Linked DNA regions of Mus musculus: all the other regions are linked to region 4. Evidence: chromatin contacts called from public Hi-C, HiChIP or PLAC-seq and promoter capture Hi-C data. All regions are on one chromosome and are shown on one strand. Each heading gives the region's core, a stretch centred on a gene start, on an enhancer-like site or on the middle of the called end of the contact. The rest is flanking DNA. Distances are from core to core; before and after follow the strand shown. Region 1 holds the start of Gorab (golgin, RAB6-interacting). Region 2 has its middle 7.4 kb from the start of 4930568G15Rik. Region 3 holds the start of 1700029M03Rik (RIKEN cDNA 1700029M03 gene). Region 4 holds the start of Blzf1 (basic leucine zipper nuclear factor 1). Region 5 overlaps Tiprl (TIP41, TOR signalling pathway regulator-like (S. cerevisiae)). Region 6 has its middle 27 kb from the start of 1700029M03Rik. Region 7 has its middle 15 kb from the start of Tiprl.

Region 1 (3,459 bases), core at 685-3,184, 900 kb after region 4:
CATCTAATGGAGAATCAACTGGAGAATATATTACAATCCAAATTGTCATAGATGATACCTTCTCATAAACACATGAACATGCTGAATTATATATAAAACTTTTATTTAAACACAAAAATGTTCATCATGGAACTTAAAAGAATATAAAAAGAGAATACTACAAAAGCTAACTACTCAAGTTTGAGTTTCTTACATATAATTGAAAACAAACTAGTAAAGAGCCTGAAAAGAAGAGAATATATAAAGATTAGAAAAACACAGCCTACTGCTCTGGAGAATAAGGAAGCCTTTTGTGTGTGAGAAAACAGTAAATACCCTTTGTGTATATGGTGGTAGGATCCAAATTTACTACACAAATGGGGAAAATTTCCCCTTAAATATAGTTAGTATAATGTGAGTGAGACTTCCAGCAAAACTCTCAACTGAGATACTCTCTCAACTCAGAACCAAGAACTCCCACAGAGCAAAGACTTCTGGAGCTTAGTTCCCACCAGTATCTCCTACAGCATTTGACAAAAGTGAACTCCTTGAGGAAGGGCCAACAGAACAACAAATAGGAGATTTGGAATGTTGCAAGGGGGAAAGTATAATTTTATACAGATGTATTTTATTGGCTTTTATTATCTCTTGCTGGTGCCTTGATTTGCATTCACAAGCAAGGCAAAACCTTTTAAAATACCATAATTACTGACTCTATTAAGATTAGTGATAAATCTTGTCTTATAGAAAATGTATAAATAAAATGTAACAGAAAGCACACAAGTAGGTTTAAAATTGTTGTTGAGTCACTAGTAAATGGTTATTGTGTGCAGAGGGCAAGCTGAATCCACTACCAGATTGTGACTAATACATTCTATTCTGGAGTTAATGTATATCTGTTTACACATTTAGTCTATGTTCAAAACTTGAACGAAACTAATCCTTTTGGATGGTATTTTGCCTTTCAAATATATTGAAAATAAACTCATCTTTAAGATAAGCATGTGTGGCATCCTTGAATTTTGGAAAACCTGTTACATTTCAAAGTTCAAAGATTACAAGAAAGATGTCAAACTTTTTTCTGATACTTATATAACTGAACTGCTCATTTCAATTGCTGGTGTCATATTTTATTTTCCAGTATACTCCTTTACTTCAACTTGATTAAAAATATTGACTCTCGAGTCGAAAATTAATATTCTTTAAAAAAATTTTCAATGTAGCCAATGTAATGTTTTCAGTTGTTTTTAGTAAAAATAATGAAAAAAAGAAATGGTTTAAAAAACGCTGACCTACACATACATGGACAAGCTTTGCATCTTCTAATTTTCTAAACTCTGCTTAAAACGGAGAAATGGAAGCTCAAGAAGATAGCTTTAGACAAAAGAAAAAAAAATCACCATTTAGGACTTGAGTGTGGTGTGTTGAGGGACTTCTATAGGCAGGAGGAGACCAGCAAAATATCTTGGCATAAGGATTAGGTTCTTAGACTCATTCATCATAGAAACAAGAAATCGAAATCTGCTAGATGTTATTGTCTAGAAGTGAACTGGCCAATGCTTAAATCTCAACCCTACACCCTGTTTCTCCATGACTTAGAACCTACAAGCCAAGGATGCTCCGGTACCGCCCACCTCCCAGGCAATACAGGCTCCGCCCAGCTAGTCAGGCAGTTCCGACCTGTAGGCCTCCTCTGTCACTGCCGCTCTACCTGTTTTCCTCAACCCTTCCTCATATTCCCATAACCCCCACTTCCCCCCAAAGATATAAAGCAAGAAGAACTGGAACGTGTAGCAGAGGCCTGTGAGTGGAAGCGAAGGCCGTGCTTTTGTAGTCCACCGAGTCAGGCTTTCAGGCATCGCTCGGGGCAGCCCCACAGGTACCGGGTCCCTGAATGCAGAGGGAGGCCTAGCGCCACAGTTCGGCACGCTGATTGGCTGTTCGCCGCGCCACTGAAGGAACCCGGATGTGCCTGTGGAGCTGTGTTGGCAGTCTGCGCGCGGAGATTTGGGCACTCTTTGGGTGCCCAGGGCTAGGCGGATGGCTCAGGATTGGGCGGGCTTCTCTGAGGAAGAGCTGAGGAGACTAAAGCAGAATAAAGGTAAGGTGTACTTGCGCGCGGGTGTGGAGTCTCGAGTCTGAAGGACAGGAGGCCGTCTTAGTGGGCGAGGGGGCGTGGGGGCTGGAACTCCAAGTTGGGGGACAGGGGTGGTGGGATTCCCTAGGTGTCTTTGCTGCAGAGGCCAGAGGGACGGCCCAGGGGTTTCTCTTTTAGCATCTGTTTTCTGATGATTTGATGTTTTCCTGTAAAAAGGAATGAGGTTAGGAAGAGAAAGCGAAGCCACCACCTGAATGGCCCCTAAGGGAGGCTTTTAACCCAAACCAATGGTTGTAAACTTGGGTTCAGGGTGAATGAAGACTAATACTGCATATACAGCATCATAATTGTGAACTTATAAAACCAGATATTTGGGAAAGGTGTCATGAGAGTGAATCAACGCAGAAGAAGTGGTATTTATGATCCATCCGCATTGCCTTTACTTCTGGCTACCAGATGAGTTTGCATTTCTTTCCAGTTCTTGGGAGTCAGCAAACTAAAAGGACTTTTCGAGAGGTTAGATTTGAAGTGCGTGTGTGTATTTGTGTGTACATGCACAGTGCACTTACATGTCTGTCTCTTCTGCCTTCAGGGACAGTGGAAATCTGCTGCCCCGGATGGGGCGGGGGGCTTTCTGGAATAATTATAGATCACTGTATGGGCTTGCGATAACGCTGCTTCTGATTTATTAAGTTTTCCAGTACTTGGTAGGAAAGGATGTAAAATGCTCTTGACCTGTGATTGCAATTTCACAAAAATGTCTGTGGTAGGCTTGGAAATGCCCATCACTTCTGTGAGAACTTTGTGCCACTCTTGGCAACATTTTAAAAAGTACCTTAAGGATAAAATTAAATTCTTCCATGTCTATAGTTTGTGAGATATCTGGATATGTCTTGGGTACTTGGAATATTTAGCCTAGATATGTGAATTATCTAGGACTGACAGGTGCAGAAGGAAGTAAATTACTAACATGGGGTCAATGTGGGGAAGACTGGACTGGCTGATCTTTCTTAGTACTGTCATGGAATTATCATGTCAGATGTGTTCCAACTGATTCTGTCCAGCTGGCTGTTTTCAGGTTCTTTCCTTCTGTAACTCATTCTCCATTCATATACCTATATGTACAAATGCAGGCACCTAGATCTGATCTGACTCAGTTCTCAGTATTTGAATCAGGTGTGTTGTCTGGTCCAGGGGCCTCTTCCGTCCTTGTCATGGGGAATGCTAACCTGCCATGAAGCACAACGTCTGCCTTAGAGATGTCAAAAGTAGCAGGACATCTTTGCCCTTAGAGACCTTGTAGATTCATGAGACAGACAGTACAATAAGGTGGTAGCCATAGAGCAAGTTCACGCTGAGGATTTAATGGACACTGGGGACAT
Region 2 (3,366 bases), core at 375-2,874, 790 kb before region 4:
ATATAGCCCAAACTAGCTTTTAATTCCTGATCAATTTGTTTCACCTTCCTAAGTTATGAAATAACAGATGTGCACCACCAAGGCCAGCTTCCTGCATTTTTATAAGGCTTGGTGGATTAATGCTTGATCTTTAAAAAAAAAAAAAAAAAAAAAAAAGGAGCCGAGCAGTGGTGGCGCATGCCTTTAATCCCAGCACTTGGGAGGCAGAGGCAGGAAGATTTCTGAGTTCGAGGCCAGCCTGGTCTACAGAGTGAGTTCCAGGATGGCCAGAGCTACACAGAGAAACCCTGTCTCCCGTCTCAAAAAAAAAAAACAAAAACCAACCAACCAAACAAAAATAAAAAACCACCACCACCACCACCACCAAAACCAGCTTTAATGTATTACAAAGTGAAAATGCCATGTTTGAAATGTACACTGGTTGATTTTTGTCAGTTTGACAAAAAATAGAGTCACCTTGGAATAGGGAACTTCAACTGAGGAGGCACTTCCATCACATTGGCCTGTGGGCATGTGTGGGGGCACCAGTGGGGGCATTCTCTTGATTAATGATTCGTGTGAGAGGTGGCTGGTTTTTTTGTTTTGTTTTTTGTTTTTGTTTTTAAGAATTAATATGTTGTCAGACACATCAGAAGATGGCATCAGATCCCATTACAGATGGTTGTTAGCCACCATGTGGTTTCTGGGAATTGAACTCAGGACCTCTCAAAGAGCAGTCAGTGCTCTTAACTGCTGAGACATCTCTCCAGCCCAATGACTGTGTTTTATAAGAAAGGTAGCGGAGCAAACCACGGAGAACAAGCCAGTTAGCAGCTTCCCCACATAGCTCCTGCTTCTGTTCCTGCTTGAGTCCCCTCATGGTCAATTGTCATTGGGACGTGCAAATAAACCCTTCTCCCCCTAAGTTATTTTTGGTCGTGGTTTTGATCACATCAACAGAAAGCAGTCTAGGACAGTAAGTGTGCCTGCTTATTCCGCTGTAACACACGACTAATGAAGAATTAAGTTGTATTTCCTCTAGGTTCCCTGCCCTCTAGGCTAATTCTTTTTCTGCCACCCACCCCACACCCAGATGTCTTTTCTGCATATAAGTAGTTTTCCCCTCCCTGCTTGATTAGTAGGCACTGAGAAATCACATTACTGCAGCTGATTAATTTGATTTTTATAGTGCTTGGCTTGATGAAGCAGGTGGATAAGTACTAATTAAGGCTGTTGGTGACCCCATCATCTCTCTATACAGAGGGTTCAGTGACTCAGAGATAGCTATTAATTAGTAGGTCAATAGCAAGGATGGGATTCAGTAGATTGGTGAGGGTAGGAGGTGGGGGTATTAGAAATTTATATCTCTGGAAATGTTTTATCACAGTTTCCTTTACAGTAGAAAATGATGGTAACACAGCAATAGCTAATTTAATGCACACATATAGTGGGACATATGTAATTTATAACAATACATTTAGATTTTTTTGTGTGTGTCCAGTTTGACTTTTATTTGGTATGATATAGCAAGAACACCAAAAACTCCTTTAAGGCAAACAAATTGGCTGTGTAGCAAAGCTTTCTAAGAGCAGATAACTTGGGGCTAAGTTAGTTTCTCTGTTAGTAAGATGGCGTGGTGGTGCTGGGTTGAGCTAAAGCTAGTATGCTCAGGGGTAGAGAGGGATGAACGACACTTATGTTCTTCACCTGTCAGGTTTATTGAAAAGCTGACACAGCAAGTGAATTGCCCAATTGCCCTGAAAGTGTTTGCTTAGCAGTTTTACAATTAGGTGTGCGGTGTAATGAAATAGTTTACGTTACATTTATTTTTATAGGTGAAGTTCTAAACATCTGGCTCACCCATTTCTGAGATTTATTTACCTCTTGCCTTTTTTTTTTTAAACTGGAGAATGCTTTTGCATATATAATGAGGGCATACATCAATAGAAGTTTATAATTTGGGTTGGGCATCTTGCAATGAGCACACCTTTAAATTGTAGTGTTCTGGAGTGTATATTAAAGGCTTGCAAGGGAAAATTGGAACGTCGACGCGGCAATTTGCTTTGGGGAGGCATTTCTAGTTCTATTTGTCACCACAGACTTTTCATAATGGCTTCTGAATCGCTAAGGGATATTAGTCCTTACCAGAGGTTATTTGAACACTGTCTTAGTTACTTTTCTTAGGCCATGATAAAACACCATGACCAAGGTAACTTACATAAGAAACGGTGCCTTTGGGTTTATAGTTGCAGAGGTGTGAATGTCGGTCATTGTGGGAGGCTTGATAGCGGGCATGGTGGCTGGGACATGAGACTGAGAGGTCACGTTTTGAGAGGGACCTGGATAAACCTGCTTCAGTGATGCACTTCCTCCCGCAAGGCCATATCCCCTACCTCTCCATACAGGGCCACTAACTGGAGACCAAGTAGTCAAGTATATGAGCCTATGAGGAATATTCTTATTCAAATGACCACAAATACTTTTAGCTTTAGTTAAAAACCCCTTGGTCCAGTTATGATATCAACCCCAACACCTGGGTGGCTAAGGTCCCTACAAGCCTCTCTAACCCCCAATGCAAAACAAACCCCAAAACCTTAGCTCAAAAGCTCCTAGTCTTCTTGGGCTCTCCCCCCCCCCCTAGAAAAGGATACATATAATGTTAGGAGCTACAGAGTATGGGCAATAAGCTAAAATTTCCTACTTGTTTCATCTGGAGAATTCAAATTTTCTATTTTGTTTGTCTTCCTTTCCCAAAACCCTTCACTCCATCTCCTAAACCAGCAACTGCCTGGGGTAGGGAGAAGGACACAGCTGATAGCTGCAGATTGCCTCAAGGTGAAACAGGTCTTTACTGGAACCCCTTCTAGATCAGTGGTTCTTTGCCTTCCTAAGGCAGCAACCCTTTGATACAGTTCCTCAGATTGTGGTGACCCCAGACCATAAAATTATTTTGTTGCTACTTCATAACTGTAGTTTTGCTACTGTTATGAATTGGAATGCGGAGGAGCTAGAGAAAGTAGCCAAGGAGCTAAAGGGATCTGCAACCCTATAGGTGGAACAACATTATGAACTAACCAGTACCCCGGAGCTCTTGACTCTAGCTGCATATATATCAAAAGATGGCCTAGTCGGCCATCACTGGAAAGAGAGGCCCATTGGACTTGCAAACTTTATATGCCCCAGTACAGGGGAACACCAGGGCCAAAAAGGGGGAGTGGGTGGGCAGGGGAGTGGGGGTGGGTGGATATGGGGGACTTTTGGTATAGCATTGGAAATGTAAATGAGCTAAATACCTAATAAAAAATGGAAAAAAATGAATTGGAATGCAAGTATCTGAGATGCAGGATATCTGTTTTGCAGCCTCCAGCAGGGTTGTGACCCACAGGT
Region 3 (3,763 bases), core at 363-2,862, 650 kb before region 4:
TGACAGAATTGAAGTGGTATAAAATGTGTCAGGAATTACATCAACTGCATGAGGTCCCGTGTTTTCAATCTTACAGGATTTCAGAGAACGCTGCAACACGCAGCTCTTCTGCACGTATCTAATGAGCCATGCTTGACTATCTCTCTTAGTGTTGTCAGTTTGACACGGATGGAAGCACACCGCTAGCCTGATAGGATCCACGATTTTTTGTGGAGGGTGATCAGTGAGGTGGTGAGGATGCCCTGGTTGGAGGCCCGGATTTGCCCCAGGGTGACTAATTCAGGCAAGTCGCTTCATCCTGGTTCCATCCAGGTCTCTTCATAAACAAAATGGACACAGTCATGCCCACTGTATCCTCCATTACAAGGTTTTGGGGGGCAGCACATGAGTGGAGGGTTGTGGCACCAAAGGGCTCTGCAGTAAGCATATTCCCAGGCAGGTGGCTAGGGAACTGTCGGGGTGGGAGGGCAGAGAGCAGAGCGGAGGCGTGAGGGAGACTGACCAAAGGTTCGGGTGCCCTCCTAGAGATTCCTGGCACCGAGAAGCTGGGAGAAATGCAGAGGGATGGGGATGGAGGCTCCTGTCAGCTGCAGAGGCAGTGTGTGTGTCTTGAGCTTCCTATCAGCTCTCAGGACTGTAAGAATGGGACTCCCAAGCACCATGTGAGCTTAAATCTAGAGTCTCTCTCTTAGGCTCACTATTAAAAGAAATAAATATAAAATGGGAAAGCAACAGGGGCTAGATTACTCTCTCTCACACACACATACACATACATAAATACACACATACATCATATATATCATGTATGTCACACACACACACACACACACATATGTGGAGAGAGAGAGAGAGAGAGAGAGAGAGAGAGAGAGAGAGAGAGAGAGAGAGAGAGAGAAACTAGAGTAAAATCCTTAGTGTGTCCACATGTGCAAGAGCAAGCCTCTCCATGAGAGAACAAGGGAAACTGGGCTTTGTGATTTAGTCTTCTCTGGTCCTTCAGCATCTGAGCGGGGTCTTAGAGGAGATGGATGCTTAGGATGGAGAATGGATGTACGTGTTTGACTGTTTGTGTCTCACAAATCAATACCTTCTCTGTGCTGCCTTAATGTACACGCTTTCTTTAATGACAAGAGCTAAAACAATCCAGTGTTCACCTCTCCCCTTCATACTGCTTCAACAGATATTGCTGGTAGAGGAAAGGGGCGGAGCATTTCCTTTCAAAGGTCTTTGGAGATTTTCATAGAATTTATATTCATTTGGAGGAAAGTATATTCCTTACAATGTTTGTCATCCATTTTATAAATGCCTTTTGTATCCTTTGGGAGAGTTAACTATCCCTGTAATAGAAAGCAATCTGGATATATTATGGAATGGACACAAAATTGTCATGAATTTTAAGGTAAGTTGTGAGATTTCAAAGAACTGCATACTGACATTGCTCACTTTCATCAAGATCTCACCTTTGGAGGAACTCTTCTTGCCGTTGAGGTTTGTGGAGTATTGCTTTTCCATATTTCCCTGAGAGACGGCTCTCTCTTATCTGAGTAGTCAATTCTGTAAGTGTTGAAGTCAAATGAGTTGGGTTCAAACCTCAGTCAGTCATTTATTAACTGTGTAATCTTGGGCAGGTGCCTTACCCCTGTCACATCCTCGGTTGTGATGTGTGGAGGAATTGTGAGGTAATAAACACCAGCTGCTATCAGACTGCCTCACACAGGGTGAGCACTTGTTATGAGCAATCTGAAGCTATGTTTGCTATAGTGTAGCATGTGAAAATGTGTACACATGTACTGGTATCTGTAAGTGAAAGGCAGAGAGGAAATTTTTCTTTATCAGACAGCACCCTACTCTTGTGAGGCAACTGTAGTTCCAAATTATTCATTTTACTCTCTGTTCAAAATGAACAGTTTTTTTCTTTTTTAATCACAGACAGGAGAGTAGATAGACTCATCAAGAAAAGGAATTGAAGGGCACAATGAGACAAGAGGATGAAGGAGAAACTATTCAGTACTCACTGGGATGGAAATAAAGAGCTCTGCAGTGAGAATCTCAAAAGCTTTGTGACCTAACAATGAGACCTGCGGAGAAGGCAGGGCCCCTGACTTGGGAGACAAACTCAGTAACAGAAACTTGGCAGAGTTTTGACTTCTTTCGACTTGGGACAAAGGCAGAAGAAGTAGTAAAAAATAATTGAAGAGTGGTTTATTATGTCTGTGTTGCAAAGGGGCAGGAAACCACAACTTTGAAGACGTGGAGGAAATGGTTAAGGCAACACTGTGAGCAAGCAACGGTGCTAACGCTGGGGAAAGTGAGGGCAGATGAGGGCAGCTAGGACTGTAGAGTCGCCTAGAAATTAACATCCCTCCCGTTAGGAGAAGCATGCTGCGTGTGTGACTTTGAGAAGTCAGTTACACTGACATTGGAACTTTGCATGAATGTTCGGGACCAAGCCAGATACCAAACGGTAGCAGCAGAAGATGGGTAGAGAAGACTCAGTGTGGGCCCAGAGGTGAACTTCCTTTCAGTTTTGAAATCAACAATGATTTCTCTGATTGTTAAAATATGAGTGGAAGATTCTCATTACTGCGTTTTTGTGAGGCACCCCAAATGGAGTCATTCTTTAACTAAAGAGGCAGTAACTATTATGAATGCTCCCAAGATATTATCTATTATTTATTTCCATTGTTTATACAAAGAAAAAGATCGACTGTGAACCAGATTGTATGAATAGTTATGTAGAAATAATGTGATCGGAAGCATTAAGGATCAGGAACACAGAACAGTTTTCTCAGGGATGTGCATCCATGAGTTCAGATCATTGGAAAGATAATCAGTGGGTGTGGTTGATGTTAAGCTTCTTATTGGACCAGACCCAAAAATCAAAACACAGCTCTCCCTCTTGACCCCACTTTCGCCTTCAACTGCAGCCCTTTATCTCTTAAGTCTCTGCCATGGCACTTACAAGATGAGTGTGGTCTAGCATTTTCCCTCTAAAGGGTTGTCTATGCTGTCACTAAGTCTCCCGGGCCTCTCTGGACCCCCTTCACTAAGTTTTCTGCTCCCCGTAATCTAGTGTGACCTCTCCCTTGTGTCATTTATGATCTCCACCTTGCTTAAGTCAGCTGTCACTTTCACATCCCTGTTTTCTGACATCCACCATCATTTGACATAGTTACTCGCCCCAGTCCTGCATTCTCCTATCTCAGTCTCCAGGACACCACACCAGGCTGGTTTCCCCCTCACTCCTGATTACATCTCCTTTCCCTCACCATGTCCTCTTCATCTTCTAACCCAAGGACTTAGAGAATCCTGAGCTCTCTCTTTGGGATTCTCTCTCTCTCTCTCTCTTTTTTTTTTATCAATTCTCATTGCTTGTGTGTTTTGCCCAATATAATGGCTTTATATGCTGTGCATATTCTGAAGACTATGAAATGATCGTTTCTAACCCAGACATTTCCCCTGGTCTCCTGATCTATAGAGAGCTACTTGAAATTCCCATTTGGGTGTCTACTAATCATCTCAAACTTAACATGTCCTAAACTGTGTTCCTAACACCTCTGCAGAGAGAAACTCCAACATGTCCCTGTCTACCTCAGCTAGCAGCAATACTGTTCCGGGGGCTTCAAACATAGCTTGGGCAGCGTCCTTTGTTCTCCTCATCTATGTCACCGTGCCCCCCAGTTTCCCCACAAACTGTCTAAGTTTCATGTTTAAAAGAGAACTCTTGACCCTTTCTCACAAACCCCTGGTACCACTCTGGTTC
Region 4 (3,386 bases), core at 64-2,563:
ATAGATGGGAGCAAGAGAAATCAAGAGCAAAACAGATGAACGGTCACTTCCACACTTCCTTCGTTAAAGTAGAAATACGAGGCTACAGAATAGGTAAAATCATTGATTATTTGGAATCCAATACTGAATACATTGCCTCTTAGATTCTGTCAAGTGCCTAGAAAGGAGAAAAGAGGGAGGAAAGAGATTGGGTCTGTGAAGTAAAGGTTTGAAAAGGTCTCTTTGGTACCAAAGGACCAGATTGGTTAACAAAAAGGACTGCTGAACGTCAGTCAATGAGAAAGCCTCATTGTGCAGATGCCTCTTGCTAAGTCACAGCTACACCCACCTGAAGGCAACATTTTGCTCTGTCCCGTCCACCACGCACAAGTGCAGAGATGACTAAAGATGAGTTAACTAGAACTCTGTGCACTAGAGCAATGGGTACATTAAAACCATCTAAAGGCTTATTAAAACGCAAAGTATCAAGCCCCATTCCTATTCAGTCATAATTTATGGTGGTGTTGGTGAATGCTAGAACTCTCCAAGTAATCCTGAAAAACATACCTGCTAAAACACAGTGATCTGGAAAGTATGAAATGAACTAGACGCTGAGCCAGCAGACAGCTATTACTAAGCGGTCCTGGTAGGAGATGCAAGGTAGAACTCCACCGCTTGGGAGAACTGACTCCAGCACTCAGGGAGATTCAGATCCAAGTTAGTGTTGAGACAGCACCACGTCGATAAGGGTCTGCAAGCTTGAAAAACGAAAAAGATAAACAATGCAAGCTTATAAACGGTTTATTCGAAATAATTCTCATCGGGTTTTCTTAGATTCCATATCACCCCCATTTACTTTCTGTTACATTGCTCTAGCTTGAGGTCTTAGTGGCGCTAAAATGGAAATTAGGGTGCTGCAAGAAAAGGGGTGCGCAGAGGCAGAAGGAACTGCTCCTAGCGAGGTAAGAGGTGATGAAAGGCGGGGTGCCCAATCGCCCAAAGACTTGGATGTTCCGTAACCAGGGTCTCGGAGCCTTTCATAGGGCCTCCCTATAACACTTACCATAGTTTGTAGATCTCAGCACAGGAAATAGATTCCTGTACACAGGAAGACTACACCACCACCAATGATCCGGTTACTCTGGCAACGCAAGCCCCGCCTTCCTCCAGCCACTGCTTCGAAGACGCCGCCTCGAAGCTGCTTCGTCTCCATTGGCTGGGAGTAATTAGGCCCCGCCCATTCACTCAAAGATCCACCCTTTGCCTCATCGCCTGGGGCAACGCGACGCCACCTTCTCCGTTCCAACGCGTTCACTTCCGTCTGGCTGGTAGTGACCCGGAAGTTTAAGCGTCCATACCGCTTGCATTATCTATTGGTACTTTTTTTTTAAGTAGATATCTTCCAGTTTTCGCTTTCCGAGCCGATACATAGTAGACCCTGTCTCTCTTCATTTTACACACAGCACGAAGTGTCAGTTGGTCCTTGTCCTTCAGAAGAGCATTCCGGAAATGAAACCCTGTGTAATAGGAAGTGATTAGAGTGAGCGAGGCGCTGCGTGTCAGGGAGGCTTGGGCGGGTTGGCTTCCGAGTGCCAGGGGAGTTTACAAGTCAGCCGGCTGCTGAGCGAGTGAAGAGCCTGAGCGGTGGACATTGAAGTAAGGATATCACAGGTAAGTCCTGGAGCCGGCCCGTGTGCCGGACGCGGTGGGAAGAGGATGGTCTGGGCTGGAGTTCGGCAGCCATTGGTTTGGGATTTAAAGGTTGTTCTGGGAAGAGGCTCCTCCTGACAGGGACAAACTTGGGCTCATACTCCTGGGGAATGAGGCTGACAGGCTTAATTTTTCCACCTCCTCTCCTTTTAAACTCGGCACCCATGCCTCCCCACACCTTCACCCGGTGTTTCTTAGACAAGGACACTTGCTCATCGGCATCGCATGGTCCCAGCGAAGTTTCTGACTTTAAAGTCTCTGTTTGCCATTGGATAGAGTTTCAGGATGCATTCCCAGGGCAAGGATTTGTGATGTTCAGGAAGTTAGACCGGGTACTGAATCGTATACATCTAGGAACAGTCAGCTTTTAGGACGTGTGGTCACCTATTCTACAGTCTAGACTCCAGAGACCACTTAAACCTATGCCTGGGTTTTCATTATTTAACAGGTATACATTACAGCCCGTCAAAAGGAAATAATGAAGAACGTGGGTACTAAAGACAGAAACAATTAAAAAATAACTTTTAAAGTAGATGCATTCTCTGAATATATTGTTATTGCTTTAATTCTTTCGTATGTATACATCTCTAGGTCTTCGGTGAAAGTCTTGGATTGTATTCTCATTAGTTATGGAAAAAATGACTACCCTTAAAAGTTCGGAAAACAAAGGTAAGTGTTTTTGTTTTGATAATAATTGATTTGGTTTTTTGTTTGATTGGTTGCTTTTTTGGTTTGGGGGGGAGGGTTGTGTTTTGGGTTTATTTTGGAGTAGGAGGGCGTTATTTGAGACAGGGTTTCTCTGGGTTGCCTTGGCTGCCCTAGAACTCATTGGCCTTGAACTCAGAGAGCTCCCCCTTGATTATCTAGTAAGGCAGGTAATACAACTGTTCGTTTTATTTTTACTACACTGTAACTATTGTTAGTGAAAACAGATGTTTGTGCTACATGGATCAATGAAAACTATACCTATATTTGATGTCACTTGTCTGCATCCTTTAACTGTCTCGGGAGAGCAATGTGATTGTCAGTATAACAACAGAACTTTCTCTCAAGCATGTGAATAGCACTGCCATCATAGGAGGGGTGGACCATTACCTATAGGGCTCATCGCAAACCTAAAATAAACAATTTAACTAAATATTAAAATTGTAGACTTGTACATTAAAAATACAGTGATGACAGTTAATTTAGCAAACAGATAGTAAGGTCTGGGGCATTTAAATAATAAGGATCAGGTGGAAATGATTCTATGAACAAATGAATTTGGAAATGCTGGGTTGGATTGGTTATACAGGCATTTCTTAGCACTGTTAGGAAACCAGTGTATACTGTGAAACACCAGAAGCTGTGCTTCATGCATAAGTGTGCACACGCATTTGATCAAGCAACTGTTTATCCAGAGCCTAGAGAACAGAGGTTCTCAATATGTGGGCCATGACCCCCACGTATCAGATATTTGCATTACATATATACAAAACAGTAGCATAATTATAGTTCTGAAGTAGCAACGAAGTGTGCTGTTGGGGTCACCACCACACGGGGTGCTGTATTAAAGGATCTCAGCGTTCGGAAGGTTGGGGACCACTGGACTGGAGGAGAGGGCTGGGGATCACCTTTATAAAGGTTAATATGATTGTCGGTAGCATACTTTTCTAATGGAATAGCTAAACTTTACTAGGTGATAATGGTGACATTGA
Region 5 (3,544 bases), core at 966-3,465, 910 kb before region 4:
TCTCTCTCTCTCTCTCTCTCTCTCTTTCTTGTCTTAAATATGTCTCTGGCTGTCTTAGAGCTTACTGTGCAGACCAGGCTAGCCTCAAACTCATAGAAATCTGCCTGCCTATGCCTTCCTAGTTTGCTGGGATTAAAGGCATTTAACCACAGTGCCTCACAAAGTGCACTTTTTTTAACCTAACTTTAAAAGTCTTAAATGGCTGAATTTGAGGCTAGCCTGGTCTACAGAGTGTTCCAGGACAGCCAGGGCTACACAGAGAAACCCTGTCTCAGAAAACAAAACATAACAAAACAGTTTTATATGGGAAAACGGTACAAAAGGATGGTTTGTTTATTTACGTGTCTGCTTTATAGGGAGGATTTTATAATATACATATATAAATATATTGTAATTTTTGTATTTTTAAATATAGGCTGACAAGACCTACATGTTACGAGAATATACATCCAGAGAGAGCAAAATTGCTAATTTAATGGTAAGTACTTAAATTTTAAGTATTTAGATGTTGAATTTTAATAATTCATTTTAAGTCTCATATCCCACTAATCCCACCCATTCATCTAAATTTGCATCAGAAAATGTGTGCCAAGGACCAGCCTCTGCTTGGGAGTTCTGTTTGAAAGTAGCAAAAAACACACAACTGGAAGTCAAGTCTCAGGACAACCTATGTTGTTCTCTAGACAGCTTTCTCTTGCAGGCCTAAAGACATCTCTTGAAGATCACAAACCTAGTTTTTTATGTAGATATCAATTCAGTCATTACCCCAGGTTCCCTTTTGATTATCCTATGAGTCAACATCCCATGGCCTTTGGTTCTTAGGAGACAGCAAGCACACTTTTTATTACAGAGCCCTTCAGATATCTGTCAGCCTTTGTTAAGCACAGAGATAAGATAACAGGATGGGGCCTGGATCTAAATTCCCTCAGTCACAGGCTGACCTCAAACCCAGGGATCTGTCTGCCTTTTTAAGCATACAAAAAAACTTAGCTGGGTAGGATCTCCGTCAATCACCACTCCCTAACTCTCTGTATCTCCTTCCGTAGTATCTTCCTGACCAGTTGGCTCACAGCACAGCTGCTTTTGTTCCTTTAGATTAGTGAAACACCTTGTATAGTTCCTTATATTTTACATAGTTGAGAAATTATATATTTTTGAGCTCATGTTTTCAGAGTTTTTTTACAGCCTTAAGGGCTGTCCTGAAGGTCCCAGGGTTTACCATTTTACTGAGACATTAGCTACACTTTCGCCTCCTGGACTGATGGAGTCATTAATGTTAACAGGGAGGACATTCCTCAAAGGAGGAACATGAAAATACTTAAATTATACAAACAAGCCCTAGGCCACAGCAGCCATGACATCATGGAGGCCTCTGCCCTGTTCCAGGCGTGGGAACCACGTCCTTCCACCCCTTCCAAAGAAGATGTGCTCCTCCTGGGCTCTGCAGGGTGGGTCTCTCCTGGGTTTGTCTCCAGCACCAGGGCACCTGGAGATCTTCGCTGCCATCCATCTGAGTCCTGTTCATTCTGAAGAAGCTGAGAGGCAGGGGTGTGACCTGAGTCCCATCGCTGCAGCTGGTGCCATGGATGTTCCTCTGACTTAGCACCTGACCCTCTAGAATGTTTAATAATTTATTCATGTTTTGAGATTATACTAGAGTTCCATAAATTTTCTCTTTCCCCTCCAAGGCCTCCCATGTCCTGTATCTCCTTAGTCTTTCAAATTCACTGTCTCTTTCTTCCATCATTGTAAACATATAGATGCATCCTACTTCCTCTGTGATGTCACTTGTATGTATATGTTCTTACACATCCCTTTTTCTTCCAAAAACTGGTGCCTCTGTACCAGCATCTGTAATTATTCTGACATAATTTTCCTGTATTTTTTGCTCCCCTGGAATTTGTGAAGTCCTTCCGTGGCACTTGGGTTTTGTGATGAACTGGCTTAGTACATGTCTACAAAATAAGTATTTTTTTTTTAAACCATAGTACTTACTCTGTCTGAATATAGTGTATGCTTGGATTAGAATAGTTAGTAACTGTCGTAGAATGTGTACTGGACTCTAACTAAAGATTGAACTTTCAAGTTACTCAAGTAACGGGTACTAGGGAGGGATTTGATCAAAATGTGTGGGATTCTTTTAGCACTTACAGTAGCACTGTCAGTTATGACACCAAGTTCCTTGAAGATCAGCCACACAGTTGAACGATTGAGTAACAGGAAGCAGCTGTTATCTGGGGGAGCACTCAATGCTCCTCCTTACGTGGAGTGTCCCCAGGGCTGAAATTAGCATGCTTTGTGAACTCTTACACTAGAAGGTTTCAGAAATCGTGTGAGCCATAACTGAGAATATACTAATACGATTTTATGTTTTTCCTAGCATGTTCCACCTTCCCTCTTCACGGAACCTAATGAAATATCACAATATTTACCAATTAAGGAAGCAGTTTGTGAGAAGCTCGTATTTCCAGAAAGAATTGATCCTAACCCAGTGGACTCACAAAGTACGCCCTCAGAATAAAATGTGGTACAGCAGACTCTCTCCATGTGGAACCTGACTGGAAACCTTGGCTATTTGTAGGGGTATTTTTATTATGAGAATTAATTTCCTTGCTTATGCGCAGATTTTCTGTAGCCTTAAAGGAAAATAAAAGATTGCTGCAGGCAGGTTCCACACAACTCCTGTTTATCCTGTCTGTTTTCAAGTTCCTGCTCCAGAGAGAGATGTGCTCTGGAGCTTACGTCAGCAGTGATGTGTGTGGGTCTCATGAGGGGACATGGTCTGCATCCGGCCTGAAGCATCGTCTTCACTGTGAGGAGGCTGACTGTAAGGCTGTCACTGAGCCCCGATGCCTGGGACCTGCCGGCCGCCATAGGATGCTGACTGCATGCTGATGTGCTACTCTGGCTCTTGGCTGTGGGCTTTCTGGTGTTTGTTCGCACTTACGGAGAGTTGTGACATGTCACCTACAAAATTAATCTTGTATTAGTCATTAGTTGGAGTTTCTGGGCAACATATTGTGTGTGTTTGTACACACAAGTATTTTTTAAATCTTTTCATTTAAATGTCTTTGTCTCTGAGTAGTGTTAGATTACTTATTTTGATAATTCATTGTTAAAAATTGTGGAGAATTAAAATAAAATAATTGACTTTTTAAAAAAAATTAAAGAGGTGGGCGGTGGGGAGGAGGAGTGTGCATCTGAAGATTGTATTAGTGTATCCCTGTGAGGAGTACCCAGGTGTGTCCTTGGCCATTTCTAAATATGACATATGCCATTTTATATTTATTTGTCCAAGTGTCTTTTGTAAGAGGAGAATAAATAATAAGGAATTATGTATTCATAGTTTGCTGTTTATTTCAGCTTTTCTTAGACTTACTTGAAGATTGGATTAGGATGTATCGTTCTCATTTATTTTGTTCTGAACCCGTTCAGTATTGCAGACACATTTCCCACGCAGATTACAAATGGAAACTGCTAGGTATGAACGCGATCCCCTAGTTTGTTCGCCTTTAAGCGCCTGTCTCTCTTCTCCCTCTGCTCC
Region 6 (3,470 bases), core at 226-2,725, 680 kb before region 4:
CAGATATATATATACACACACACATACATATACATATATTTAAAACTCTAAAGGCCAAGTTCAAGTCCCAGGGTGTCTCTGTGGAGTTTCCCCGTTCCTCTTTAACATAAACAACTCATTTGACTCCACTGTGTGCTGCTTGATTTTCAGTTCTTCACCTGACTGTTAGGGCTGTCAGTCACAAGCTCTTTTTCCAGTCTTTGCTGAAGACAAGATCTTTCACTGTTACATGGCTGATTAATGTTACTCTATGACTATAAAGGGGAATGTATGTGTCTGCCTGTCATTGTGCTTTCTTGTAATTAGTGTTGTTCCAGAACTTTCTGTTTATTTCAGAGACACTTCACTAGGCACTTCCGGTGATGTTCAATGCATTGGATTTGAGTTTCCTTGATGGTCTTTTTCTCCCATTTCATCAAACATGAAGACGATCTTGCAGAAGGAACAAAATGGGGAGCAGATAGATTTTCATTTGTTGCTAAAAAATGCACTGCAGTGACCCTGGGCCAATGGCTCACTATCTACAGTCTTAGTTTTCTGTCAGTAAATGAGACAATGATATGCAGACTTCAGCTCACATAACACTTTTGTATGAGCTGGAAACTCAATACTTTTGGCCTGTGCGACTGTAGCTTGGCAAACTGAATGTGGGTTTGATTTGACTCTCTTGTTGGCTCCCTCAGCTGGCACATCCTGCAAGATCATTCCAGGCAGCCCTTAAAGGACCTTCCTCACAGGGCTGGCATGAGGCTCTATGGGGCTGGTTATGGGAAGAACCATGCCACTTAGACTGCACACCCATTTTTCCTCTTGCTCTATCACTCTATCTGCTTCTGCTTATCCCAAGTTCTTCAGCCTACACTGGAGAACATCACAGACAACACAGAATCATTACCAAAGCACTCCCTGGGTCCCCTTTTGTATCCCTCCTTCTAGAGCCTTTCTTCCCCTGTTCTCGAAAGAAGTTGATCTCAGCAGTAGAAACATCATCTTTTAATTAGAGACTAACAGATCTCGGATCATAGAGAGTTGATGTATATTAACACATGCATTTTAACACACAGGTATGTGTTAATATACAAACATGTTAATACACACGGGAGATTATTGGAAAATATAGACTAATTTCCTGGCCACAGGGGGTCTTGCTTTTTCTGAGACATAAGGCAGAACCAGAGATCCTCAGAAGGGCTGTTATATTACTGGATACAAAAGGGGCTCCTAGTACCATTAGACACACACAGCATTTTTATAATCCTACCCATAACAGACAAAAATAAACCAACATGCTTTAAACCAAGGAATACACATATACCATTTCCTTTGTATGTTTAATCCTGAGGCCTACACAGGCCTGATTTGTGGTTTGTGTTCCTCCCTCCCCTTTCCTAAGAGAACATTTAGGATTGTTCACACGTCCTAAAGCCCTCATTTGCATAATTTAGCAGAACAGAGCGTGGGAGGAGAGCAAATGCTAATTTCATTCTAGAGACTTGATGTGCCCTGGATCCCAAGCAGGTGCCACAGAGAAGCACATGGTGACCGAGGTTTCAACATGCTAGGATTTCCCAGCCTCAGCAGAATCTTGGCTTGGTGGCTTTAGAGGATAGCTAGTGGAGGAGACTGTAGAATCTTCTCCTATGGTGACAGATATAGGTTAGAGAACTGGAATTTTAGATGTTGAGTAGCCCAGAGGACAAAGTAAATTGAGATCAGAGCTCAGTCTTACTCATTGTGGTTAAATTTGGATTATATTCTTGTTAGTCTTTTGTCAGCATAATAATGACTAAGTGCTGGGTCAGGAAGGTAGGTGGCCTATATCTGTATTTTTTTTTACCATAGACCTCTTGCTGTAAGAACAAGGGCCAATTATATTTTGACATCAGAGATTCCTTTTCAGTAAAGTGTGGGTAGCTATGGTACCCACTTCATCAGATTAAGAGAAGGACCGGATGAAATGATGGTGTTCTAGAGCATGCTGAAGAAATATTCATAGGTGTTAGCCGGCTAGTGCTTCAGAACTGATGGGGACAGGCAAAGGGATTCTCTTCTGACCTGAGGAAACCGTTTCATTTGAAACGCAGTATTTTGTTAAATGTGTTGTTTGGCATTGTGGAGAGTCCTTGGCATGGCAGTATTGCTGGGGTGTAAGTTTGTGGATCTAATTCAAGTCTTTAGTCTTGAATCCAGAGACCTGGCAAGTAGCACTGATTCTGTCTTTACTAGACTAAAACTCTGGGCACTTCATCTAATAAGAAGTCTTTACCTCAGTTCCCTAATCTGTAAAGCAAAAGGATTGGTGAGATTAGCTTAGATTCTTTCCAGCCATAAAGCTGCAGGGTTGTTTGTTTTTTGTTTTGTTTTGTTTTGTTTTTTAATGTTTGTTTCCACTCAGTGTTTTTGGCTCAAGAAAAAGGTCAACTTGAGTTCAGAGGAAGGTTTTTGTGTCTTGGTCAGAGCTGGAAGTCCTGGTTGTGGTGCTTCTCGACTTGGATCATATTTGTTTCAGTAAATTGAAATGGAGTAAATTGAGGCAGCGAAGTTAAAGGTTCTATTAGCTTAAGCTTGTACATCTTTGCCTAAGGCTTGCCAGGCAGTCAGACGAGTGTTGCGACTCATTCTGTACCAAAGCTGGAAGCCTGGGTGCATGTCCTTACTGTTACCTTGCCTCTCTTGTTTCCTAGCTCCCTGCGAGTTCTAAGCATTAGAGAGCCAATTCCAGTCATTTAATCTGACTTGAAACTTCATTATTTGGAACATTGCATTAGTGATACTTAATCTCCATTCTGAAGGCCCTGGTGTTTAGTCTGAGGAAATAAAACTAGTCTGTGTGAAAAGTAATCCATACATAAGAATTTCCTATAAAACAGAAATGATGTACTGAGTATGTGAGTAGGGTGAACTAGACATAGCCTGTGAGGCCCGTGAGTCATTTATGATTAGAAACTTCTCCACTCCAGTCAACTAGTCCCCAGAGAAGCCATGACCATATTTAGATTTGTGAAGAGGTGAGTGGTGTTTGATCTTGTTTTGCAGTGTAAGGTTACTCCAGAGGAAGACATTGCACGCAGCACTAATATGTGTCTTTCTAAGCCCTTCCCCTGGGCAATGCCAAATGATCTATTCCAAGTTCCCACTAAGAGCCAATTAGGCTAAAACTGGCAGCCCAGAAACCACGAAGTTGATTGTGAGGTGTATTAGGGATCATTCATTCCTCTTGGATTCCAGATTGAATTAGTTTTCTTTCTTCTTGCTGTGATAAAGGATTGGACCAAAATACCTTAAGAAATGAGGAGTGTATTTTGGCTCACAGTCAAGAGGGACAGAGTCCATCGTGACAGGGAAAGCATGGCAGCAATGGAGGGAGGTGATTGGTGACACTGAGTCCTCAGTCAGGAAGCTGAGAGGGATGGATGAGGGTGCCCCACTTGTATCTTCTTATTTCTTCAACTGAAATTCCAGCCAATGGG
Region 7 (3,784 bases), core at 367-2,866, 940 kb before region 4:
ACATAAGGACATTCTTACATGAGGACACACATTGAGCATACTTCCTCCCACACTCCTCCCTTAGGCCCATTGGCTCTTGAGTTCACTTCTATCTTCATGTCATATGTACATACATACATGAATCCATTTTTCCAATGCAGCCCTGAACCTTGGAGAAGGTCTCTTTTTCCACGGGCCTTGTTCAGCTTTAGAACTCTATATCACGATGCAATTAACATATCAAATTAACAGCTTTCTTTAAATATTTTTAAATATTTGTTTAGCATGTTTGCATGTTTAGAGAGAGGTCCGTGTGTAACCGGCAGAAGTTGGCTCTCCCCTTCCTCTGTGTTGGTTCTGGAGATCAAACTCAGGTTGCTAGGCTTGGTGGCAAGCTCCTTTACCCACTGAGCCATCTCGCTGACCCTAAATCCACAACATTCGATTATTGCCATTGGTTTTTAAAATATCCTGTCATACACCTACCTTTTATTTATTTGTATGTGTGGGTGGGTGGGGGAGGGAGGTGTCTTGCATGTGCCATCAAGAAGTATGTGGAAGTCAAGAAGACAACTGTACAAGTGGGCTCTCTTTTTGTACCACGTGAATCCTGGTGATGAACCACAGGTCCTCAGGCTGGGTTTTTGTAAGAGCATCAAGAAGAAAAGACAGACAACAGGGTTTACAGGGTCGAGTAGTTACAAGGAATGAATGGAAGCAGACTGAGTTTTTTTCCTTTTTCAGTCCAGTTAGGAGCAGCTAGGGAAACAAGGTTCCTGGTGGGTAAAATTAAATGTCAAGAGATGGTGAACATCGAACAGCAAACAACACCTTGACCTGCTAAGCCATCTCACTAGTCCTTTAAAGGACAGATTGCGGTATTAGAGGAAGTCCACCCCTTGAAGGCTGAAGATCTGGATTTGAAACATGACTCTAATCCCAACTTGCTGTTGGGCAGTGGAGATGAACAATCAAGACCCTTTGAGACTGCCTAGGGATAAAAAACAAAACAAAACAAAACAAAACAAAACAAAACAAAACAAAAAAACCAAACAAACAAACAAAAAAAAACTCAACTCTGCTTTCACTGAGCCCTCCTGGAGAGCTAAGGAAACCCTAATCCGAAGCAGGCGGCCCAGTTTTCCCCTCCTGGCCAGTGCAAGGAGATCAGGACTGAAGCAGAAGAGGAGGTTGGAGGTGGAAGTGAAAGGGGTGGATGGGATGGAAGAGGAGGGCGCTAAGGGGGTCCCAGGGCTGGGGGGAAGGGGAACAGGTTGGAAAATCTTCCCGAGGTAATGAGGTCACGCCTAGGGAGACAAGACTGAGACAAGAAGTGTTGAGAGACAGCGAGTTTCCCCCACTCTCCCGTGATGGCCACAGGACAAGGCTGCGACCCATCAGCTGTGACAATGTACAGTCTTCTTTCATCACCTTAAACTCGAAAACCATGTTAGCCATAAAGCTGGGCCTTCTCTTTAGTTCTCTGTATTTGCCCTTGGTTTGGGAGAAAATAGTGACGAAAAGGGTTTTGTTTTGTATTGTTTTTTGTTTTTTCGTTTGTTAGGTTTGGATTTTTCCACCTCTCTTTTCATGCCAAGAGAGCAGATGTCCCCTAGTGGCCAAAGTTGGATCTGCAGAAGCCACATTTTGTGGCTTGGGGCCGAGGTTCCAAGTGGTGAGCAAAAGCTGCCCTGGGAACCACTCTGGGAACTTTGATGGGAAATGGAGGCAGGAAGAAATAAAGGAAAGGATAAGAAGCAGCAGAAGATGACCGGGAAGGCAAACAAGAAGGGACACATGTAGTGCCAATATGAGTGCAAACAAAACAAAACAAACAAACAAACAAAAACCAACAACAACAACAACAAAAAACCCTTCTAGTCCAATACAATGTAATAATGTCTTTCTCTTTCCTGAAGCTTTAGACTCACTGAATATTTTAATGCTATGAATGATAGAAACTTCACAGAGTAGCATGTGGTGGTTCATGCCTTTAATCCAAGCACTAGGAACACAGAAGCGGGTAGATTTCTCTGAGTTTCAAGCTAGCCAAGGCTACCAGTGAGATCCTGTCTCAAAAAAAGGAAAAAAAAATGTATATATTTGGAGAAAAAATAATATTACTGCAAGAATCATTCCAATTTCAGCTTTGGTGATGGCCCTATGTCACACAGTATGTATAGACTTAAAACTGAATTTAAAATATTTTGTTGAAAATCACTTCTCGGGCTGGAGAGATGGTTCAACGGTTAAGAGCATGGACTGCTCTTCTTAAAGGTCCTGAATTCAATTCCCAGCAACCACATGATGGCTCACAACCATCAATAATAGGATCCGATGCCCTCTTCTGGTGTGTCTGAAGACAGCTACAATATACTCATATAAATAAAATGAATACATCTTTTTTAAAAGGTGATAATTAGAAAGAGAGAAAGAAAGAAAGAAAGAAAGAAAGAAAGAAAGAAAGAAAGAAAGAAAGAAGGAAGGAAAGGAAAGGAAAGGAAAGGAAAGGAAAGGAAAGGAAAGGAAGAAAGAAAGAAAGAAAGAAAGAAAATCACTTCTCTATTGTAAGGCTAAATGTGAAATGTCCCATTATGGATGGCCTCCTGTGTAACTAGGCTAACACCAAAAAACTATGAGAAAAGATAGCTTAATTTTTTAATATTTATTTTATTTAGTGTGTGTGTGTGTGTGTGTGCCTGGTGCCCACCAAAGTCAGCAGAAGGGGTTGGATTCCCTGGAACTGGAGGTACAGATGGTTGTGAGTCACACGTCGGGGCTGGGACTCAGATCCAGATCCACTCAAGAGCATTGACGTCCTGAACTGCTGTGGCATCTCTCCAGCCCAAGGTAACTGTGGCCAGTGAGATGGACAGCTAGTAGGACATAACATTTAAAGTTGAATTGTGTTTTTCAGGATGTGTGTGCTACTTACACAGGCTGTTGGATTATGAGGAGAAATGTTTACAATGGAAGCCTTTGGTAAGGGGAGTTCCCATGAAGTGGCTGTTCCTTGCCCATTACACATTTCTTCACCAACCCTGCAGTGAAGGGGTTTTTTCTCTCCTATTCAAAACTTTCACATAGAACTTTGAAGTGGCTGTCACGACTGGGTCCTAACACCTGTTAAACAAATGTTTCTGTCTGTAGCTTATCCTCAGAATAACATGTTCTGCATATTTGTTTGCACTTTTACTTTTGAGAAGAAGGTTTTTTTTTTTAAATAAGGCCTAGACTATCCTCAAACTCATGATCCTCCTGCCTCAGCCTTGAAAGCGCTAGGATGATAGGCCTGTGCCCTCATATTTAACTTTCAGACTAACATTTAGAACCAGGGCATCACACCCTCAGGAACTAGGGAAAATATATATTGCCTTAGCTATTGGAAAGCAGCAGGCAACAGGGATGACATTAAAATGCATATTATAGGCCCAATGCCCCAGGGAGTGGGCACTCTTTATGTCTTTATATATCTTATACATGGAGAATTAGACCATTGTCTTCACAGGAGAATTGGACGGAAGGGGAGACCATCATTACTGTGTTAAGAAAAGTAAGCCAGATCTAGAAAGATGAAACACAGCATATTTTCTCTCATGTGCAGACTCTAAGGAAACAAAAGTAGGAAGAGGACTGTTGGGACTTATTTCAAAAACAAAACCTTCTTCCCAAAAGTAAAAGTGCAAACAAATACGCAGAACATGCTATTCTGAGGATAAGTAGACAGCAGGGGAGTAAGAGTGGATAACAGGGAGGTAAACATGATCAAACACGTTTTCTATGCAGATGAAAATGTTAGAATAAA

Evidence for each region. Promoter capture Hi-C pulls out the DNA fragments that hold promoters and counts their contacts. A called contact is a pair of places that touch in the nucleus more often than the background predicts. HiChIP or PLAC-seq counts read pairs in DNA pulled down with a chosen protein or histone mark.
Region 1: a Hi-C map of effector CD8 T cells shows a contact between it and region 4, with 5 times the contacts expected there. The contact joins the promoter of Gorab here to the promoter of Blzf1 in region 4.
Region 2: an H3K4me3 HiChIP or PLAC-seq map of embryonic basal ganglia shows a contact between it and region 4, with 7 times the contacts expected there. The contact joins the enhancer-like site here to the promoter of Blzf1 in region 4. A contact is called at or near these places in 15 of 39 promoter capture datasets (the C10 cell line, cranial neural crest, embryonic stem cells and 10 more), 1 of 15 datasets of contacts at CTCF or cohesin (the NIH/3T3 cell line), 28 of 484 Hi-C or Micro-C datasets (the AtT-20 cell line, B cells, the C3H10T1/2 cell line and 25 more), 18 of 115 datasets of contacts at active chromatin or transcription factors (the 230-238 cell line, the HL-1 cell line, T-cell acute lymphoblastic leukemia and 13 more) and 4 of 9 other capture datasets (adipose tissue, embryonic stem cells, liver and 1 more).
Region 3: a contact with region 4 is called in a promoter capture Hi-C map of pre-B cells, with 9 times the contacts expected there. The contact joins the promoter of 1700029M03Rik here to the promoter of Blzf1 in region 4. A contact is called at or near these places in 15 of 39 promoter capture datasets (3T3-L1-derived adipocytes, the C10 cell line, the HPC-7 cell line and 7 more), 1 of 15 datasets of contacts at CTCF or cohesin (pro-B cells), 1 of 484 Hi-C or Micro-C datasets (B cells), 12 of 115 datasets of contacts at active chromatin or transcription factors (the 230-238 cell line, acute myeloid leukemia, astrocytes and 8 more) and 2 of 9 other capture datasets (adipose tissue and liver).
Region 5: an H3K4me3 HiChIP or PLAC-seq map of bone marrow-derived macrophages shows a contact between it and region 4, with 7 times the contacts expected there. The contact joins the enhancer-like site here to the promoter of Blzf1 in region 4. A contact is called at or near these places in 7 of 39 promoter capture datasets (the 3T3-L1 cell line, 3T3-L1-derived adipocytes, the C10 cell line and 4 more), 2 of 15 datasets of contacts at CTCF or cohesin (large pre-B cells and pro-B cells), 8 of 484 Hi-C or Micro-C datasets (the AtT-20 cell line, CD8 T cells, LSK cells and 4 more), 14 of 115 datasets of contacts at active chromatin or transcription factors (the 230-238 cell line, acute myeloid leukemia, bone marrow-derived macrophages and 8 more) and 3 of 9 other capture datasets (adipose tissue, liver and macrophages).
Region 6: a promoter capture Hi-C map of neural stem cells shows a contact between it and region 4. The contact joins the enhancer-like site here to the promoter of Blzf1 in region 4. A contact is called at or near these places in 10 of 39 promoter capture datasets (the 3T3-L1 cell line, hippocampal neurons, liver and 5 more), 1 of 15 datasets of contacts at CTCF or cohesin (pro-B cells), 3 of 484 Hi-C or Micro-C datasets (Th1 cells, embryonic stem cells and ventricular fibroblasts), 13 of 115 datasets of contacts at active chromatin or transcription factors (the 230-238 cell line, astrocytes, embryonic forebrain and 8 more) and 3 of 9 other capture datasets (adipose tissue, embryonic stem cells and pancreatic islet).
Region 7: a promoter capture Hi-C map of neural stem cells shows a contact between it and region 4. The contact joins the enhancer-like site here to the promoter of Blzf1 in region 4. A contact is called at or near these places in 7 of 39 promoter capture datasets (the 3T3-L1 cell line, the C10 cell line, cranial neural crest and 3 more), 4 of 484 Hi-C or Micro-C datasets (Th1 cells, cardiomyocytes, cerebellum and 1 more), 1 of 115 datasets of contacts at active chromatin or transcription factors (stem cell-derived neural progenitor cells) and 2 of 9 other capture datasets (adipose tissue and liver).

Annotation. Positions count from the first base shown.
Region 1 is chr1:163,402,144-163,405,602 of GRCm38.p6, reverse strand. It overlaps Gorab (golgin, RAB6-interacting), which reads left to right and starts at 1,934. Exons shown (of 5, transcript NM_178883.6): 1 at 1,934-2,080. The coding sequence starts at 2,020. Gm24940 (a small nuclear RNA gene) reads right to left here and starts at 3,320; the gene lies at 3,201-3,320.
Region 2 is chr1:165,097,634-165,100,999 of GRCm38.p6, reverse strand. No RefSeq gene overlaps it. Among named protein-coding and RNA genes, the nearest start is that of 4930568G15Rik, 7.4 kb to the right of the region's middle. Within about 2 kb of position 1,624, at least 4 of the 459 cell types and tissues checked have an H3K27ac peak or open chromatin away from gene starts, as enhancers often do. A contact at or near this core is called in embryonic basal ganglia, where this site is marked.
Region 3 is chr1:164,958,736-164,962,498 of GRCm38.p6, reverse strand. It overlaps 1700029M03Rik (RIKEN cDNA 1700029M03 gene), which reads right to left and starts at 1,612. Exons shown (of 2, transcript NR_166148.1): 1 at 1,461-1,612. It overlaps Gm39692 (a long non-coding RNA gene), which reads left to right and starts at 2,104. Exons shown (of 3, transcript XR_865701.2): 1 at 2,104-2,509.
Region 4 is chr1:164,305,411-164,308,796 of GRCm38.p6, reverse strand. Blzf1 (basic leucine zipper nuclear factor 1) reads left to right here and starts at 1,313. Exons shown (of 7, transcript NM_001160209.1): 1 at 1,313-1,650; 2 at 2,281-2,358. The coding sequence starts at 2,319. It overlaps Nme7 (NME/NM23 family member 7), which reads right to left and starts at 1,125. Exons shown (of 14, transcript NM_138314.4): 1 at 1,043-1,125; 2 at 547-737.
Region 5 is chr1:165,214,717-165,218,260 of GRCm38.p6, reverse strand. Tiprl (TIP41, TOR signalling pathway regulator-like (S. cerevisiae)) reads left to right here. Exons shown (of 7, transcript NM_145513.4): 6 at 416-478; 7 at 2,381-3,544. The coding sequence ends at 2,521. Among named protein-coding and RNA genes, the nearest start is that of Tiprl, 20 kb to the left of the region's middle. Within about 2 kb of position 2,215, at least 44 of the 459 cell types and tissues checked have an H3K27ac peak or open chromatin away from gene starts, as enhancers often do. A contact at or near this core is called in acute myeloid leukemia, bone marrow-derived macrophages and microglia, where this site is marked.
Region 6 is chr1:164,986,381-164,989,850 of GRCm38.p6, reverse strand. No RefSeq gene overlaps it. Among named protein-coding and RNA genes, the nearest start is that of 1700029M03Rik, 27 kb to the right of the region's middle. Within about 2 kb of position 1,475, at least 46 of the 459 cell types and tissues checked have an H3K27ac peak or open chromatin away from gene starts, as enhancers often do. A contact at or near this core is called in Th1 cells, astrocytes, hippocampal neurons and 3 more, where this site is marked.
Region 7 is chr1:165,250,048-165,253,831 of GRCm38.p6, reverse strand. It overlaps a transcript of Tiprl not described here. Among named protein-coding and RNA genes, the nearest start is that of Tiprl, 15 kb to the right of the region's middle. Within about 2 kb of position 1,616, at least 15 of the 459 cell types and tissues checked have an H3K27ac peak or open chromatin away from gene starts, as enhancers often do. A contact at or near this core is called in neural stem cells, where this site is marked.